Regions from separate parts of the Mus musculus genome. Here region 1 is linked to region 2. Evidence: chromatin contacts called from public HiChIP or PLAC-seq data. All regions are on one chromosome and are shown on one strand. Each heading gives the region's core, a stretch centred on a gene start, on an enhancer-like site or on the middle of the called end of the contact. The rest is flanking DNA. Distances are from core to core; before and after follow the strand shown. Region 1 overlaps Maml2 (mastermind like transcriptional coactivator 2). Region 2 has its middle 160 kb from the start of 4930568E12Rik.

Region 1 (5,431 bases), core at 2,248-4,747, 750 kb after region 2:
AGTACTTGCTGTCTGCCTGGAGAGTGGGAGTTGGACTGTTTGCTTCTGTGTATTCATGGTTCCCAGAGGCACCATGAACATGAGCTGGTACATGTTCAAAGTAACCTGCCTCCCAGTCACTGCCATCAATGGGTGAAGAGTTTTCTAAATTTTTATTTTATAATCTTTTGTTTGCTGTGTTTTGTATTTTGTGTTTTGAGACATTGTCTCCTGTATCCCAGGTTGGCCTTGAACTTGTTATATATCAGAGGATGGCCTTGAACCCATGACCCTCCTGCCTCCACCTTCTGAGAGCTAGAATGGCAAGAATATTTCACTATGCCCAAGCTGAACTTATAATTCCTAGCCTCTGTAATATGAACATTTCCTATCCCTTGGTTAGATATGAATCTACAAGGAGACCGTGTTTTCTAGTCTTCTTGGAGTTCTACTACTACAGAGCTCTGCATACTTCACTAGGACATAATGATACCTCAGAGGGCTTAGCTGCTGTCCTTGCAGAGTTCTAATGTATCAATGCCTAAAAACTGGTAGATCCTCAGATCAGAGTGGTAACTTCCAAATGTCCAATATTATTTGATATATGACATTATTTCTTCATCATTGCCAGTGAGTGGGTTGTCCCCTTACCATAAACTGCTGTGAAATTAATGAGTCTCTAAGTAAGTAGACAAATGTCTCCTGCCTCCTGTCTTCTGTTCAGAATGGCTATTCAACTTTAAACACATGGTTGGGAATTCCATTTTCATTGTAGGGTCAGAAATAACAAATGCACACTCACTTGCTAGAGAAAAGAAATGGCTGTCACTCTGCGATGCCTTTGCTTCAGAGAAGTTGAGGGTATCACTGAATATTTTCTTTGAGGTTCCATAAACACCTCTGGAATGAGGAGACTACTAAGAGGCTGGGGGAGCTTATCCCATGATACTCACCGTTCACCTTCCTGCTCTGCTTGCTGTGTTACACAACAATGGCTTTCAAAAGCTATTCTCCAGATGTCCAAGTCATTAACCAAATTTGATCTCCAACTGGATGAAAATATTTGGAATCTAAGCTTCTCATCTTTGTGCTCCCCGTGTCTTCTTTAATTCACAGTAGCTTCCCCTCCTCCTCTCCCTTCTACAGGATCAACACACTGTGGTAGGCCAGAACACAGGCCCCAGTCCAAGTCCCAACTCCTGCTCAAATCCAAACACTGGAAGTGGTTACATGAACTCCCAGCAGTCCCTGTTGAATCAGCAGATGATGGGGAAGAAACAGACCCTGCAGAGACCAACCATGGAGCAGAAGCAGCAACTTCTCCTCCAGCAGCAGATGCTGGCTGATGCGGTAAAGCTTTCTCTACTTCTACTGTAGACACTTGTTGGCCTCGGAGAGATAAATTGTCCTCTGTCCTGTTTCTTGCCATGTTCTAGTCCTCTACTTATGTGACAGCAAGGAGGATGTAGTGGATACAACAGAAACTGAACTGTATGAATTTAAAGTGCAGGGGAGCAGGGGAAAGCCCGATTTACCATCTGCTAGGCACATGGAGTCCTCAGCCCTCATGGCTAGCCCTGCCCAGTTCAGGAATGTCTGTGGCCAGCAGGGCATCTGAAGCAAGCAAAGGAAAGCTCAGTTGTTCCCAGCCTCAAGGGGTGGAAATAGTGAACTGCACTTTAATCACCCCCAACCCCAAACTGATTTTTAGAGGTAAATGAGTTTTAAAGGAAAGTTTTAAAGGCCAGCATGGAGTTTCACCACCAAGATTTGGCTTCCCCCAAAGCAAAGCATCTCAGAATGGGGGATGGTTTTCAAAATAACATTTTAAATGAATTTCCACTTCACTATCTTTGCCTGATCCCTTAAGAACCACAAGGTTGTTTTCCCCAAACACCACCAGAGCTTTAGCCTTGGTTCCGTATTTATGTACACACTCCTCTGCATCCTCAGACATCAGCATCTACGTCAGCCAAAACTCCATGTCCTAAGACTGCAGCATCCTCTCCCTTCAGCCTGCCCTGTCCAGTGAAATCAAAAGAGACAAAGCCTAGCAGTTCAGGGTAAATAGACCCACACTGAAAGGGAGCGTGAGGTCAGGTGGTGCAGCGCAGTGATAGACTGTTTGCCTGGTCTGCCTGAGGTCCTTTGTTTGATTCCCAACAGTGTTAGATGTGGAAGATGAACTAAGTCATTTTATATACAAGGAACTTTTTAGAAACAGCCCTAATTATCAAGTGTTATAAACACCATAAATATTCAGCAAATACTGAAAGAGCATGAAGATACAGCTACAAACCAAAGAACCTCTTCCCCTCTCGTTGCCCTAATGGATCTCACACACACACACACACACACACACACACACACACACTCACACACACACACTCACACACACACACACACACTCACACACACACTCACACTCTCACACACACACTCACACACACACTCACACACACACACTCACACACACACACACACACACTCACACACACACACACACACTCACACACACACTCACACACACACTCACACACACACACACACACACACACACACACACACACACACCACATACATAGGCTATTGTAATGCATATGCTTAAATGCTGTGCTGTAGGAATTGCTAGAAATGGCCGCAGAGAAGAACCTCCAAGGATCAGAAGGTTCAGAGGGAGTTGGAGGGAAAGCAAGTGGGAAGGGGGTGGGGAGGTTGTCATCCCAATCCAAAGATGTAGAACACTCAAGACACAGGTACACAAAGGACACACATACTGTCAAGGCATAGAGTATGGTCACGGATGGAGAAGCATGACATGGAGGCCAGAGAAGAAGCCTGCAAAATTACACCGTCTAAAAAGCAACTGCTTTTCAAAAAAAAGAAACACTGTGTTCAGATTTGTATCCAACTAAAGACAGAGGCTATTAGGTATGTCCAGCTCCAGTTTGAAAATATGGCAAATCATCTCCCAAAATGAGGTAAAATTTGACTTTGACCTGGTAAGACTACAGCATTCTGATAGAAATGGTGGAAGCCACAGTGTTAAGCAGAGGGCAGACCAAAGACCAAAGGAGGCAGCCCTGGTTTCTACTTACTGATTAGTTGCAGTTCGAACTAGTAACAATGTAGCAAGTACAGGAGTCTTTAAAGAATTGCATGTGGAAGTGAGCCCTTAAACTACAGGGTCTGAAATCTGTGTTCAAACCTGTTCCTCCCGCCTCCCTTTGATCTTTATAACCTGAATAGCCTAGAAACAAGGATGAAGAGGAGAGAGTGTCATTTCCAACTGACTTACTGGCAAGACTTTAATCATTCCCATCGATACTGCAAATTTGATCAGTTTTACACGATGGTGTTTTCGGGTTTTCTGCTTCCCTGATTAAAAGTGACACACACATTCTTGGGAGCCGGCGATGGTGCTGGCCTGACTCCCACTGGCTTCCCTGTTGAGTCTCCCTGGACAGGTGCAAGGGGCAGTGGTGGGTTGAATGAGAACGGAGCTGCACTTTCTGTGGTCCTTACAAAGCATCCCACTTCTCTTTGTCTGGATGCCTTTGAGGGCGCCTATGCTTTTTAGCATATCCAGGAAGAAGCAGCCTTTGACGCCCCTTTACATTAGCATATGCTTTGTAGTCATTCAAGGCCTTGGCAAGGCCGGACAGGCACCGTATAGAGGCGTTTTCTCATAAAAGTTCGTTAGTCTCTCTCTACCATTCTCTCACCAGTGAAGCAAAAAAAAAAGTGAGACCAGTTGCAGTTCCTCTAGTGATCATCATCATTACAAACACGCATTATAAACCTACTGTGTGCCAGGCGCCATGCTGAGGTTTTACAGAACAAAAGGATTCATCCTTCTACAGGACTCTGAAAGAGATCCTAGAGCCTCCTAAATCTTACACTTTTATGACTGAGGACAAGACGAAACCACTGTAGCAAGAGACACTGGGCTATGATGAAAAGCTCTTGTCATTTGGCACAGAGGTGATTTCAGTAGTAGGTGTGAGTTTAGACGGGAGCCTCACTGTAGCTTCTGTTCAGTGTTGGCATCCGAACCTCTCTGGCCTTGTAGCATGGCAAGTCTGTGCTGTATACATAGGTATGGTAAAACATAGAGTTTTAAGGTTTCCAGAGGTGTATATGTTAAAGCTTTCAGCAGATTAGCTCATCAGTTGGAGAAGAAAAGGCCAATTGCTTATGATACATTAAGTCAATCTGGATTTGAAATCTAGTGTGTGATTGGGAATCAAGGAACTAATTGTACGCGCATGCACTTACACACACACACACACAACTGCTTCTTAGAAAAGGGATTTCATAAGATCCCGTTCTTGGCTTAAACATCGAAACTTTCACGTTACACACATGTTAACAACAGGGTTGCTTGCTCATAGCCATACTGGGTTGGTGGAGGGCACCAGGTTCTTCCTTAAACAGTTAGGGTTTAGACAAAACCACTCCACACTGACCACTTTTTCCCTTAATTTGTAAAACTGTGTTTAAAAGAAATGTAATCCATATGTTTCTGATTCATTTACACTTAGCTCATCGAAATTATGTTTTATATGAATTACTTGGTGTTCAAAAACACTCTATGAGTCTTTTAAGTTTCTTTTTTTCTTAGAAACAAGAAATAAAATTGGTTTGCTGTTATTTTAAGGCCCTTCCCTGCCCCCTCCGAGCACACACACTCCACTAAGAATTCAGAGCTGAGTGGAAGCTGTGAGTTTGGGTGGTGCAGATGCAGTACTGGCTCTGGCTGATGGCCTGCCTCATCTGTCTGTTACAGGTTTCTCTGTATTTATTGACTTTCCTCTAATTTCAGTCTTATGTCTCTACCTACGCCAATTATTCTTATCTTTAGAAACGGATATTGCTTTATAGTGTATACAGAACTGCACTGAAGCAATTCCAAAAAGTTCCCAAATGCACAGTAAGGAAGAAAAGAAGCAAGCATTTCTGTCCTAAGCTGATAGCAAGCGCACAGCTGAGCCATCTTGTTTCCTATATAACATAAAGCCTCAATGCACACCAACCTCAGACAGACGGGCTTATTCTGATATCATGATAAACTAAGACCAAATAGGCCACTTCATGATATTTTCTAAAAGCAAACAAGGTAAATATGTGACCTCCAAGCCCTAGATGATGTCCTCTCCTGCTAATGGGCATGGCCACTTCTCCCATCAATCTAGAAAAAGAATCCACTTACCAAGGTCACCCACGCCCAAGTCTTATGATAGGGTCGTTTTCACAGCCCTCCTGAGACAGCTGAGGCTCCTCACTGCCCCCTTGCTGCTGTGAATAATGAGAGCACTGGGGGTCAGTGACCTGAAGGTGGACAAGGTGTTGGCTATGGCAAACGGATGTCCAAATTCACTTATTAGGAAAAATCTAAAGATAGCTGGTTCTGGGACATTCTGTGCTTTTCCAACAGGACATTGAGAAGGTC
Region 2 (5,118 bases), core at 460-2,959:
TATATATGTAGCAGAAGATGGCCTAGTTGGCCATCATTGGGAAGAGAGGCCCCTAGGTCTTGCAAACTTTATATGCCCCAGTACAGGGGAATGCCAAGGCCAAGAAGTGGGAGTGTGTGGGTAGGGGAGCAGGGCAGGGGGAGGGTATAGGGAACTTTCAGGATAGCATTTGAAATGTAAATAAAGAAAATATCTAATAAAAATGATAAAATTTTGTGGGCGAATCACAAATACACACACTTACTGTACAGTACAGGGGCTTAAAATAGTGACAATTCCAGTGAACACACTTCTCAAATACAAGGTTCTATGCTAATTGCCTCTCTAAAAGCTTTGGTTTTCTAAGTCACAATTGTGGTCCCTTTAGAATGAAGTTTCAGACCTCAAGATCACCCTTAGCCTGGAGCTCAGATCCCAAGGGTATTGGTTTAAAAATTTAGAGGGCAGTAGAGACAAAAGAGGAAGCAAAGATAAATTTTCCAGAATTCTTCTTTGTCTTTAGGGTATTTGAATCAAATGAGAAAGCCACAAACGGTCACACGATTTCTTTGAACGTAAATAACAATGTAGCTGGGTCATACCTTCAGCACTCCATCTGCCAGCTGCAGAGTGGGGGAGCAGAGTAGTTAAGCCCATCATTAATCATAGGGACAAGTGGCAGGTTCAAGCACCCTGTGATTCATGATAAGGAGAGAAGCATCTAAGTAATGTGATTTTTTTTTTTTTAACCTTTAAGTGAAAATAAGTAGAAGCATCTAGAGGGATGTTTGGAATCCTGTGCTAATGTCTAAGAGAGCATGGCCGGCCACCTGATTGAAGGATTTATCTAATTTATCAGGACAATTGCCTTTACACATACACGAACAAGGAGAGAGGGAGATGTAAAGGGGGAAAAGTATATGAATTCTTTAACTATTTTCTTTGCATAGCATTTCCTTTTATACAATCACCCCCTTTATGCTCAGAATGAAAGAGCTTGAATTAAACACTGAAAAGCCAAGAACTTGAGAGAAAGGGCTAGACTGGCAGGTGGGTGGTTCTCTGTTGTATCTTACTGTTACTGCTTCCTGCTTCCAAACAGCGTCTGCTCAGCTCACACTGCTAAGTGGCCATTGAGTACAAGACAAAGATTACATCTCAGTTTTTCCTAGATCAAGAATGGATGCAATTAATTTAAGTGTGTGAGAGCCATATTCTATTACTTTAAATTCTGTCCGATTAATGGAGAATATCTACTCTTATTGTGCAAGTACACAACATATACTGCATGTGTGTGTGTGTGTGTGTGTGTGTGTACAGGCACACAAACTCATTAGTACACATGTGGATACCAGAGGAGGCGTGTCTTTCTCTATGACCTTCCACATGATCTCTTGCTGAACCTGAAGCTGACTGTTTAGGCAGGCTTACTGGCCAGAGAGAACTCCTGGGATCCGACTATTTCTGCTCCCTCTGTACCCTTGGCTATGACATGCTTTTATATTGGTGCTGGAAATTTGAACTCAGTTCCTTTTCCTTCTGTGCCAAGTACAATTCCTCCACTGAGCCACATCCTCAGCATAGGCATAGGAGTATTATACAATAAGCCTCCTTTTCCCCCAATGAAAGGTGGTTTAATTACCTCAAAATGGCTACTGAAGGGACCAGACCAGCACCCTGCAGGGCCTCCACTCTGGACCCCAGACTAGGCACAGACCACACTCAAACACCAGTTTCCAAGCACAAAGAGATCCTTTATTAAGCAAAGCAAGGACACAATGTAGCTGAATCTGAATTGGGCAGAAAGCACAGCAAATAGCTTTGCAAGAGTTCATTTTAAGAGGGAAAAAAGGTTCGGAGTTGGTAAGTTCTGACTGGGTATTTTAATTAAAATAGCCAAATTGGGAGTTTTAGTTGCTGGACTTTGATGTTTGATAGTTGGACCTTGGTGATCAGCCCTAGGAATGAGACAGGCATAAGAAAGTGAACAAATAAGGGAATATCCCTTGTCTTTCTCAATTAAATTATAAGTAAAATGAGTATAAAGGGTCTGCTAAGTGTTCAATGTTCAGATGTATGCCTGTGCCTGTGCATTTATGTATGTGTGTCGGTCTTATTGATGTTAAGGTTTCTTGTTTGTTTGTTTGTTTTAATGAAACTCTAAAGGGGAGATTCTGGAGAAGGTCATCATCAGAGAAAGTAAGTGAGATGTTTTGGTATAGGAGGAAGAATTCTAAAGATAGAAGGGCTCATAATTGAGTAGTGTATGAATAGATTTTTAAATATATTCTTGTAATATATGTGTGTTGTATGTGTTTGTGGTGTGTTGTGTAAGTGTGTGTGAAGGAATTGATACGGTTTGTATATATATGTGTGGTGTGTGTGGTGTGTGTAGTGGAGGTGGGGTATATGTGGGGAGAAGGGCTACAAAAGAGTGTTGAATGCTCAGACCAGGAGTAATAGGCAGTTGTCAGCCCAACTGGATGCTATGAATTGAACTTGGTGCTTAGATAGTGCAGTGAGCACCCTTAACTCCTGAGACATCTTCCCAGTCCCTTGTGAATACACTCAGCTCTAAAAGAAACAATTGAGAAAGACAGACACATACAGAAAGAGAGAGAGAGAGAGAGAGAGAGAGAGAGAGAGAGAGAGAGAGCGAGAGAGAGAGAGAGAGAGAGAGACTGAGAGAGCAGAGGCCTGGGGAAAGCACGTCCATTTGAAGGAATAGGTTCCTTTTTTAAGTGTATGCTGGAAATGAAAGCAGCATAGTGAGCAGAGATGCTAAGGACCTTCAGCAAATCCCTCTGATTTTCAAGCTAATTAGGACCTACAATAGCTTCCTGGACAAGGAAAAATAAAATTAAAATAATTTAGGGAAAGGATAATAACTTTTTTAATTAGGACTGATTAGAGTGGAAAACTCACTGCCTGGCTAAGGTTTGATCCTACCACAGGATTAGAAAACAAAACTTGAACCTAAGGAATATTCTGGTAACAGATGGGGAACAGAAGTGTAAACAAGTTGTAAACAGAATTGTCCCAGGATTCCTAGTGCATAACAATAGAGAGCATAACCATAGAGAAAGACCCAAGGTATATATATTGCTAAGCTGCTTTGGAGTACAAATGCGCATTAATAGTTAATGCATTCCACAGTTCAATTCCAGTATTTTGTTAGGAGAAGACAACCTTCAGGCCAAAGTAAGTTCATAACATGACATTCACTTCCCCTATGCTCTTGAGGATTTGTCCTCACCCCCTCAAAAAAAATTGGTATACTAACCTGCAAAATGAAGTCACAATTCAGACACTTCTACTCCTTTGAAAACATTACCAGTAGGAGCTCAGTCTACTTACCCAATCATTCATTTCACAGAGCTACCAAAGAGCTGGAAGGCTCAAAGCGATTTAGTGCCATTTGAAAACCCAGAATGTGCAAGTTAAAAGAACCCTGTCACAAGGTTGGTACCTTAATCTCACTCACATCTGGTTCTGTAGCTGGAATTATCAAGAGGTGAATGAATCTCCACTCACTGATATCTTTATGTCTGTGAATACTGCATTTGCTACCAGCCCCACTCTTCATTGGTACATGTGGTCATTTTTTTCAATTATCAAGTGACCTATATTGATAAAATACTGTACAGCTTTTGATTATGCTCTCTATATGATAGATGCAAATCAACCCTTTGAGTAATAAATTGTATCTAGACATTTCTAAAGCAATAAGGTGGACAGAATCTTGTCTTAGGTGCAAGGATTTGAATAACTTGCTTCAGGTTTAATCTCTTTTCATCTATTACTGGATTCTAATAAGTAAAATAAGTATTTTTCCCTTAACTGAGAAAATAGGATAAAGATAGCTAAGGAAAATTGGTTTAGAGTGTCAAACTTCAGACAGAATCTAAATCTACCTAGATTTGGGCATATTCATCTCCCTCCATCTTCCTTGTTCTCACTTGCTCTCCATGTGACTTGATGACTTGACGATGCAGTCTCAGTGACAACTGAGTAGAGAATGCCATCAACCACCACCCTCCAAACTCCAAATGCTTAGAGCAGTAGCAGGAGTCCAATGCACAAGCTATGTCTTTTTCACCTAGAGAGAGATTCAAGCTGTTCTTTCTATCAATCCTATTGCATCATTGCTATTCAACAATCCCAATGTCTACACAATGCACAGAGAAAAATGGTATAGTCGAATCATTCTAAAGCTTACAGCTTAATAGCATCAGAAATATCTAAATAACAAACCATGTATGAATGAAGGAGAAAATTACTATTTTGTAGAACAGAAATGTTTTCCACAAAAGATGCCTTAATGAGAGGTTAGCATTTGATGAAGCAGGAATAAATGTAAGGGTGTTTTCAACAAGCAGAGTAAAGAGTAGAAACAGCAATCTTAGAAGTACAGAACACATATTATAGTCAAGAATAACTAATTCTAGACATTTTATTTTATTTCTATCATTTTACTTTCTTTCAGGAAGAAAGCCACTATCTTTTCTAGAGAGTAGAAAATAAGGTAAGTCCACACAAGACACTGATATAAGGACTATACTTTCATCCTCACTACCAGTACCATCCTTAGCAAAACTAATAGTCACATATAAAATGCTCATGCAGTGCAATGTATGGTGATGAACACTTAGTCTGCATTTCCCACCCACCTGTTAAATGGTAATTCATTTGAGAATAATGGCAGTTACACTCCCAGAGAGACTATCCCTGAGTCAGATATCCACTCAGAACAAGAGGAGGATACTGATACAACACCCACACTTGATGTCTTTTAGAGTGTCACTGCTGCAAACAGTCACTATGATCAAGGCAATGCTTATAAAGACATTTAATTGTGGCAGACACAAGTTTAGAGGTTCAGTCCATTATCATCAAGGCGGGAACAGTGCAAGGTCTATACAGGCATGGTGCAGGTGGAGCTGAGAGTACTACATCTTCATCTGAAGGCCGCTAGAAAACTGCCTTCTACGCAGCTAGGATGAGGGTATTAAAGCCCATACCCATAGTGACACACCTACTCCAGCAAGGCCACACCTACTCCAACAAGGCCATACATCCTAATAATGGCATTCCCTGGGCTAAACATATACAAACCATCACACTTGGGGAGAATCCTGG

What was found. HiChIP or PLAC-seq counts read pairs in DNA pulled down with a chosen protein or histone mark.
Region 1: a contact with region 2 is called in an H3K27ac HiChIP or PLAC-seq map of embryonic stem cells, with 2.5 times the contacts expected there. The contact joins two enhancer-like sites. A contact is called at or near these places in 1 of 115 datasets of contacts at active chromatin or transcription factors (embryonic stem cells) and 1 of 9 other capture datasets (embryonic stem cells).

What each region holds. Positions count from the first base shown.
Region 1 is chr9:13,696,049-13,701,479 of GRCm38.p6, forward strand. It overlaps Maml2 (mastermind like transcriptional coactivator 2), which reads left to right. Exons shown (of 5, transcript NM_001013813.3): 3 at 1,126-1,329. Among named protein-coding and RNA genes, the nearest start is that of Mtmr2, 50 kb to the right of the region's middle. RefSeq lists an enhancer at 1,922-4,712. Within about 2 kb of position 3,498, at least 42 of the 459 cell types and tissues checked have an H3K27ac peak or open chromatin away from gene starts, as enhancers often do. A contact at or near this core is called in embryonic stem cells, where this site is marked.
Region 2 is chr9:12,944,607-12,949,724 of GRCm38.p6, forward strand. No RefSeq gene overlaps it. Among named protein-coding and RNA genes, the nearest start is that of 4930568E12Rik, 160 kb to the right of the region's middle. Within about 2 kb of position 1,710, at least 9 of the 459 cell types and tissues checked have an H3K27ac peak or open chromatin away from gene starts, as enhancers often do. A contact at or near this core is called in embryonic stem cells, where this site is marked.